2 separate regions of the Anas platyrhynchos genome follow, and region 2 is linked to region 1. A link is a contact called in public Hi-C data. All regions are on one chromosome and are shown on one strand. Each heading gives the region's core, a stretch centred on a gene start, on an enhancer-like site or on the middle of the called end of the contact. The rest is flanking DNA. Distances are from core to core; before and after follow the strand shown. Region 1 has its middle 32 kb from the start of GATA6. Region 2 has its middle 65 kb from the start of GATA6.

The links. A called contact is a pair of places that touch in the nucleus more often than the background predicts.
Region 2: a Hi-C map of skeletal muscle shows a contact between it and region 1, with 1.7 times the contacts expected there. The contact joins two enhancer-like sites. A contact is called at or near these places in 2 of 8 Hi-C or Micro-C datasets (F5 follicle and skeletal muscle).

Annotation. Positions count from the first base shown.
Region 1 is chr2:54,642,858-54,646,779 of IASCAAS_PekinDuck_T2T, forward strand. No RefSeq gene overlaps it. Among named protein-coding and RNA genes, the nearest start is that of GATA6, 32 kb to the left of the region's middle. Within about 2 kb of position 2,269, at least 3 of the 8 cell types and tissues checked have an H3K27ac peak or open chromatin away from gene starts, as enhancers often do. A contact at or near this core is called in F5 follicle, where this site is marked.
Region 2 is chr2:54,675,851-54,679,772 of IASCAAS_PekinDuck_T2T, forward strand. No RefSeq gene overlaps it. Among named protein-coding and RNA genes, the nearest start is that of GATA6, 65 kb to the left of the region's middle. Within about 2 kb of position 2,286, at least 5 of the 8 cell types and tissues checked have an H3K27ac peak or open chromatin away from gene starts, as enhancers often do. A contact at or near this core is called in F5 follicle, where this site is marked.

The sequences.
Region 1 (3,922 bases), core at 1,019-3,518:
CACTTGATTTTGTAATATGGCAAACATTTTTAACTGTATATTTTAAAGGTATATGTTCTTGTTTATCTCAAATATGCATGTTTTCAATGTAGGTGACTGTTTTCATTTGTAATTTAAAGCAGTGGCCAAAATTCCAGCTTGATCATGAATCTTCTTCATTTTACTTGTGTTACTAGACCTAGTATTTGCTCTCTGTTAGAATGACGCTATCAAAACCAATGACATAAACCCACACTGGTTTACAACTAGAGTACTCACATGCGTTTCCATTACGATCCAAGCTGGAAAATGCACTGTCCTCCTGTCACTGCTGAGAAATAGATCAAGGCTCATTATCCATTATATGAATCAATAGAGATGAGAAGGACTCAATGGTTTGTCAGAAATCTGAAAGGTGCTCTCCACAGAGAAGACACTTATGGTGTATCTCCAAGGCCCTAGGCAATGTCCCAGCTGGTGGACATGGGCATGGGCAATGGTGTGTGACAGCTCCACTGGTGACTTCTTGGCATGGTTTTGGCCAGGATGACATAGCACTGTCCCAGCTGCCCCCCAGCAAGGGCCAGGGGACCAGTATGGTCCAGAGACTGTGCCCAGCTTGAATTGTTGCCCCCTGCTTTGAGAATGAGAGAGCTTGGTGGACATAGGTTGTGCTTTGCAGTACTGTCCCTTTGCCTGTTCCTTGGCCTATTTTTTCCCCAGCATAGATATAGCCCCTTGATATGTACTTGTGATGTGTGGTTGTCTGCTTGCAAGGAACCGGCATCTTTCAAGAATGGCTCACGAAGAAAGAAGATAAAACACCATATGAAATGTGGATGAGTTTTTTGTGACCCTGAGCCAAGCCCTGCCTTAAAACTGGGGATATTTTTTCATGAGGGCACGTGATCCTCTGCTTATGCAGTGTCAGCACAAAGCAGAGATAGGCCCCAACACGTGACTCTTTAGTGACTGGTTTGAATGGAAATGTGTGATTTCTGAACAGATTTATTGTGCAAGCAAAAATGTATTTGCTAAAGATTACAGCAGCCTGTTTGCTCTGAATGCTGAGCCTGGGGAATAAAGACTGCCCTGTGTGACTTTTCATAACACAGTGAAATAAGGTTTGTGGTGTCAAATACCTGTTTTAGCTTTGTTATCCCTGTCCCATGGTCAGCAGTGCCCCATCTGTGTGGGGCCAGTGGAAGCACGGCAGGGCCAGGACATACCTTATGGACTTGGACAATGGGCCTGCATACCACTCATACCACTGTAGACACGTAACCTACGTGCCCATTGCTCCCTGACCTTCCCAAAATGCTTCTCTGTGTCTAGGGGGTCACTGAGATGCTCCTTGGCCCACCAGAGCCCCTGGAGGCCTTCTGTGTGCTGTCCTCAAGCTCTTTTGTGCCACCTCCTTCCCACAGTAGCAGGGACTCAGGAGTCTCCACTGATGTCTGGCTTCTGATTAGAGAAAAAAAGAGAAGAACCAGGACTTGGCCTTAGACCTCCAATTAGTCATTGCCACTTCAGATACCCAATGTTGCTACAATTTATGTCAGATGTGCCTTGTGTTGTATAGTTTTATAGCTGGAAGATTTTGGCAGGAGGTAGGACTAGGGTTCTTCTACAGTGAGCATTTTCCCTAAAATGCAGCAGCTAAGGAGTTTGGTCCCATTCCCTCTAGAGATGTTTGCAAGGCTAGTTTATGAGTGTTTTCACCAAGAATACTTGTAGCACACATAGTCTAGTGGGCAACAAACAATCTTGGGCTGGGCACAAACGTTCTGGGAGCATGAACCACATGGAAAGGTAGACAGAGATGTCTCAGGCTATTTGACAAAGGCAAGTTAATGCAAAGCAACATTTGGGGAAATTCCGTAAGTCAAAATCCACCCTGTTCCTTTTGCCTGGTTTTCATTTTTTAAAGCACTCAAGTGGCTGTTCTGCAATGCATAGACCTCAGTTTGGTTTGGAGCTGCAGCTCAGATGTACTTGTAGATGAAAATTAAAAAAAAACATAATCTTATAAGTGTGCTCAAGGTCAGCTGATAAAAATAATTATTTTGCTTGTGTGTTGAATGCAGTTACAGGTCCCATCACTCAATTTCCCTGGCAGAAACACTCCTGAGACTTTCTTGTGCTGATACTCCACTGCACTGTTTGGAAAGAGAAACTCAGCCAACTACAAAGTTATCTTGGAGTTGTCCTTGTACAAGGGAGAATGGGGCTTGATTTGGTCTGGCAGGCTGCTAACATTTGCTGCTATGGCATTTTTTGCCAGCCTTCATGGCGCCAGCGAATGGAAGAATGCTGCAGCCCATGGATTTCAGGGGGTTTGTTTAGCATAAGCGCGCTTGTAGGAGGAGTAGTTTCCTGAAAGGAACAACCAGAGCGGCTGACCTTGCACTGATCCTGCTGACAGTTCCTGCTTGAAATAAGGTTGCCCTGGTCTGGTACAACATCACTCACCTTCAGCAAGGGAGTTTCCAACTGCTAGGAGACGCATGAGAGCTATATAAGGACTAACACATCCACAGAAATCCCTCTGCATGGGATCTGAGCATGTGCAGGATCTGAAGGAACTCTAGACTGAAGGTTGCAGTGGGTTTGTGAAAGATGTCTCCCAGCTCTGCACATCTTCCAACATCAAATTTTGAATCTAGTTCTGGATCCCAGGTAAAGGCAAAGGCAAAAAAAGGGTTAATATCCTGAAATAGAAATCAAAATAATGTCCAAATTATTTGTTCTACGAGGATTGCATCTCCATAGCTGTTACTTAAAAGTTTAAAAATTGAAAAACCTTCTTGTTGCAAACTGATGTAAGGGACTTGGCAAATTCAGGCTCAAGGCAGGGGACTGAATGTTTTGCCCCTTTGCCCTCCTCATGCTTCTTGCCTTGGAAACCTACCTACAGTTCTGCCTGTTAATGAACATCTGCTTTTGATTGTCACAAACCCATATATTTCAGCAAAATAAACATACCTGATGTCCACTTGGGAAACAGTCTATTGTTTCTGCTGTGCCAGGTTCAAGCATTGCTTTTAAATCAGAAATGGACTTTTTTTACTTTTTTTTTTTTTTTTTCTTTTTTTTCACCTGCCTACTGGTTACATTTAAGTGCTAAATGACCCCAGTGAGAATTGTGTTTCTGTGTTTGGTCTAGCTGCAGGACATGGGCTGAAATGTTGCCTTTTCCTTGGTGTCTGAGGTGTCCTGTGTTGAAGGACTATTTCTTTCATATACAGACTATTGTTATAAGTGTATAAACATATCATTTCCCATCTCTAGGCAATTTTGTGCTAGTCCGGATGGACACTGGACTAAATGCAGATTAAATTAGGTTAAAAAGCATGACTGCACCCAGTCCTGCTCATCTCACCCAGTGATACTAAGCTACTGTCTTTACTGGAGCCTTGTGAGTTGGTACCTCTGTTGCTGTCCTTCTGTCGATGACACAAGACTTGTACAGCCTTCATTGTGACCACGCACACATATTTTCTTCTTATTTGATTGCACAATAATCAAATAAGAAGAAAATATGTTTGCACAGTCACGATGAAGGCTGTACAAGGCAGGAGCCCCCGGTTTCCCAGAGCAGATAGACCTTCATATGTCATGACATGGTGTTTGCTGTTTGATAACCTACTGATCTTGTCATATAGTATGAAAATCACAGTTTCTACACATGGGAGAAATCAACACCTGTTGATTTCATGATGACTATTAGACTATACTAGCATAACCATTTCTTGCCTTACAACACTGCTGAGAGCAGCTGAGATTCCTCACCTTCACCTCTTCAGTCTCAGTTCCAGCTAGTTTCAGTCTCCATAACTACTTGTTGTGAAATAATAGGGGTGGGAGGGACCTTCTGCTCAAGAGAGTAAAAGGTTCAAGATTTAATACCTTTTTTTTTTTTTTCTTTGTTATATCCTATCTA
Region 2 (3,922 bases), core at 1,036-3,535, 33 kb after region 1:
CAGAACCACAGGAGGCAGGAAACAGCCCCAGAGCTGGCGCTGGTGCCGTTTCCTACCGAACTGCAAGCTCATTTCACTGAAGCTGCGAGCTCCTAGCACGTAACACAAGCTGGCAAAACGTGGCGTCTGATTGAAACACGGCATGCCTCTGCTGTGTTGTGTGATATGCCAGAGCTGACAGGTATGAATATAGGCTTAAATGCAGTTTTCACTCATTTGCAGTGACTCCTCGTGCTTCCACTGACTGTTTGTTTGATTTGAACTAACAGTTCCCTGGGTTTGCATTTGGAGGAGCATGAGAATCCATCTTCCAGGGGAGGAACAACTGGACAGTGGAGGTGTTGTTACCAAATGCACTCCCTCCTGCATCAGCTTCTCTCTGTGCTCTCAGAGACTGCAGCCTAATGCTTGTTAAAATATTATTTCCTGGATGGTTCCAAATGTTGCTTCCCAGGGGAAGAAATAATAAAATACATGGAAGATGCTTATTAAAAAATAAATAATAAGAAAAGAACAACTCTTTCAGCCAAACAAGCACTAAAATCTGCCACATTCCATTCAAAAGACAATGGAATAGGAAATGAAACATAAGAATATGCCTACCATTAAGCAAAAAAGTCGCCCTGTCAAAGGGCTGTAAATAGTAAAACCAGAGAGTATTCACTGTAGCAGTGAAGCCTGGGTCTAAGCAGATTCTCTGCAAGGGGTATAAATTGCCTCTGCCTTTGCTAATTGGTGCACAGCAGAGCCCAGGCATCAGTTCTCCATCGTTAAGTTTTTCTAAATTCTCCCAAACAATTTTAATGCGAGTACAATACAACCTTGAGAGCAGTCCTGGAAGATATCCGAATGTCCAGTTCTCAAAACAAGATTTCAACATGCGTCACGTCCCTCCTTGGACTATTTTGGCCAAGGGTGACAGGATCAACCAGAATTCCAGGTTACAGTTCATTAGTCCATGACAGCTAGATTATCTCTGTCTGCAAGTAGGGCAGCTCTGACCATACACACCAGGATCTTTTAAACAATTCCTAGGATACTTATCTTGATGCAATTTTTGTGCCTCTGAGCAAAAAATAGAAGCAATTAGACCTGAACTGAAGGTGTAATCAGCTAGGAAAACAGCTGAAGATTTATAATAAATTCTACCGCAAATGCAAAATTTCCAGTGTGAAAGAGAAGATCCTTTCAAGTCAGGATCTTCAGAAATCACCTTCAGATGGAGCTGGGCTGTTTCATATGATTTGGCTCGGTTTTGTGCTGGGCTGAGGAATCAGAAAAAATGTGCTTTAAAATCATCCCAAGTTAGTGAAACAAATTACCAACAGCACAGGCGATTAGTCACTGGAACGCTTTACTCTGGGAAATGGTGAATACTCCAATGCTTGATGCCATCAGATCAAGACTGGACATCTTTCAGGAAGGTCTTGTGTCAGGCAGGAGAAGTTATTGAGCTCGTCTTGTGATTATTTTTACATCAGAAGTGGGAATGGCTGACGAGGAACCTGAAAACATGACAAAAATCTGTGAAAGCAGGTTAGTGGGGTTCCTTATTTGATCTCCCAGTGTAGCAGTCAAAAAGAGTCTGTGCTCAGAAATGAATTGAGTGTTGTCTGAAGAGAGGCTGAGTCAGTACAGCTATCAGCTCCCTCTCAGCGCTGCATCGGCTCTGCAGTGCTGACAGCAGTAAAAACTTGTTTATTGATTGTCAATGAAGTATGACTTGAATATGCACAGTCTTCAAACAGAAGAGGAAAAAGATGATTTTACATCATCATCGGTCTGGCTATCACTGCACATAGCTGCACTGGGCTGATCCAGTTACATTTTCTGTTGTTAAAGTTTGCGGGTTTTTTTGTTTTGTTTTGTTGTTTTCAGGAAAATTACTCCCATATTAGAAGAATTAACTAGTATCCTGGAAAAGAAAATGTTGACTCAGATAAGGAAAATGACTGCTGGAAGCACAACAGAAAGTGAATTCTGCCTTTCATTTAACTCTTTAATTTCTATGTACCCATGGGAATTTTGCAAAAGATGGGAAGCAAAGACATGCACAAAATGTAGAAACTGAAAAAAATATGAAAAGAGAAAACAGAAACAGTGTGTGTCATTGAAAAATACCTTGATTTTTTGGAAGAAACAAATATTTTACTTCCCCTTCTCCGCAGGCATTATTCTGTAAAAACAATACAAAACATTTCAGCCTGTTCTAGTGATGACTTTGTAGGACTGACCCCCATGCAGAAAGCCAAAGCAATGTCTGTGACTCAGATAAGACACAACAAGCCCTATTTTGAAGACATCCTTTTGCAAAGGCTTGAATTCCACTCTTTAAATACATGGAGGCAGCCCTGTCTAAGATGACGCAGACACGATAGTGCCATCTAAGCAGCAATGCTGTGGCTGAAGATGTTTTCAGCCCCAGCTCCTATTCTGGGGTACTTATCATAGGTTTGCTTTGGGACCCACTGTGCTGGGTGTAGTGCAAACCATACCAATGAAGCAAAGTTTGCTTGCAGTTTTTAATGACCCTCATGCTTACAAGGAGAAAAGTTTGGAAAGTATGGAAAAATGACATTGGGTTTCTGTGCTCTTTTCTGTAAGAGCAGGGCAGTCAGTATTCAATGACAGAATAAAAAGCCACAGAGTCAGAAAATAGGTTACACATGGATTTTGGTTTGGCTGCTGCAAATCCAAAAACGTATTTTAGAAATTTCAGAATTCTCTCACACTCAGAGATTCATGCTGATAAATGGGCTTGGCACACAGCAAGTAATGCGATTTAGGGTCACACCTCTGCTACCAGACCTCCAAGCATGTCAGCGATCAAACACGGACCCATTCATTTCTCTATTTCCATGTGCATCCATTTAAACCAGAACATGCTTTACACCCCTGTGAGGGTATGGTAGCTCTTCCACCAACTTTGTGCTTTCTTTGCAATGACAGAAATGGCTCAGCAAAGTGCAGAATGACAAATAATTGGATCCCCATAGGATAAGTCCAGGTTACATGTGCAAGACAGAACCCAGGGCTCTGCCCCACTGAAAGAAGGGGCCAAAAGCACAGGAGTTGGACGGGTAGCCTGACTTCAGGGAGAGGAACTCAAGATTTGCACCAAAAATACTCAGAGCAATACACAGCTATTGAAGCAGGCCGAATTCCCAGGGATGCTTGGCATGTATACCCACTCCATATGAGATTTTATGTTGGTGGTGGTTCTTAGAAGGTCTCAGTCTAGCCTTGTTTCTCAGTTTTACAGCACATTGTGAAAGCCCACAGGATTACCCCATGCTATTCAAATTGCATATTTTCTCCATCATGGCAGAAAATTCTGCCATCATCTCTGTCCAGAAGAGCATTACCAGTTAGGTGGCTGCCTGAAGATGGTGACAGGGTTTGTCTGATCTTCCATTCTTGCCTCAGGTGATTCTGCATGCTCAAAGGGAGAGCTGTGGATGACCTACACTTTCAGAGACCATGTTCATGCATGGTTTTTTTTGTTTGTTGGTTTTTTGTTTTGAGACGTTGTACGCCTGCCTGGAGTCTGAAAACTTAAAATGTAGGGCTGCCCAAATTTCCATAATTTCATAGATGGAAAACACATTTCAGATCTCAAGTGGAAGCTAATACAATAATGAAGCTCTCAGGACCAAGTTAACACACAGCTTGTACACATACTGTTATGGCAGCATTCTTTACAAAGCGTTTACAACTGCAACTATATTTTAAAGTAAGATGGGAATTGTATAACTGGCTCAGTCTCTCATCCCCATCATTGAAAATGTGTGTGCAAATCCCAACACACTCAAAGGATGTTGCATGAGAATTACAAAAATGGTTTAAAGAGTTGTAGAGAGCAAGGCCAGGGTGCTGCTTGCTGTTAGCACTCTCGTAAATTCATTTTTCTCTTTTCATTTTT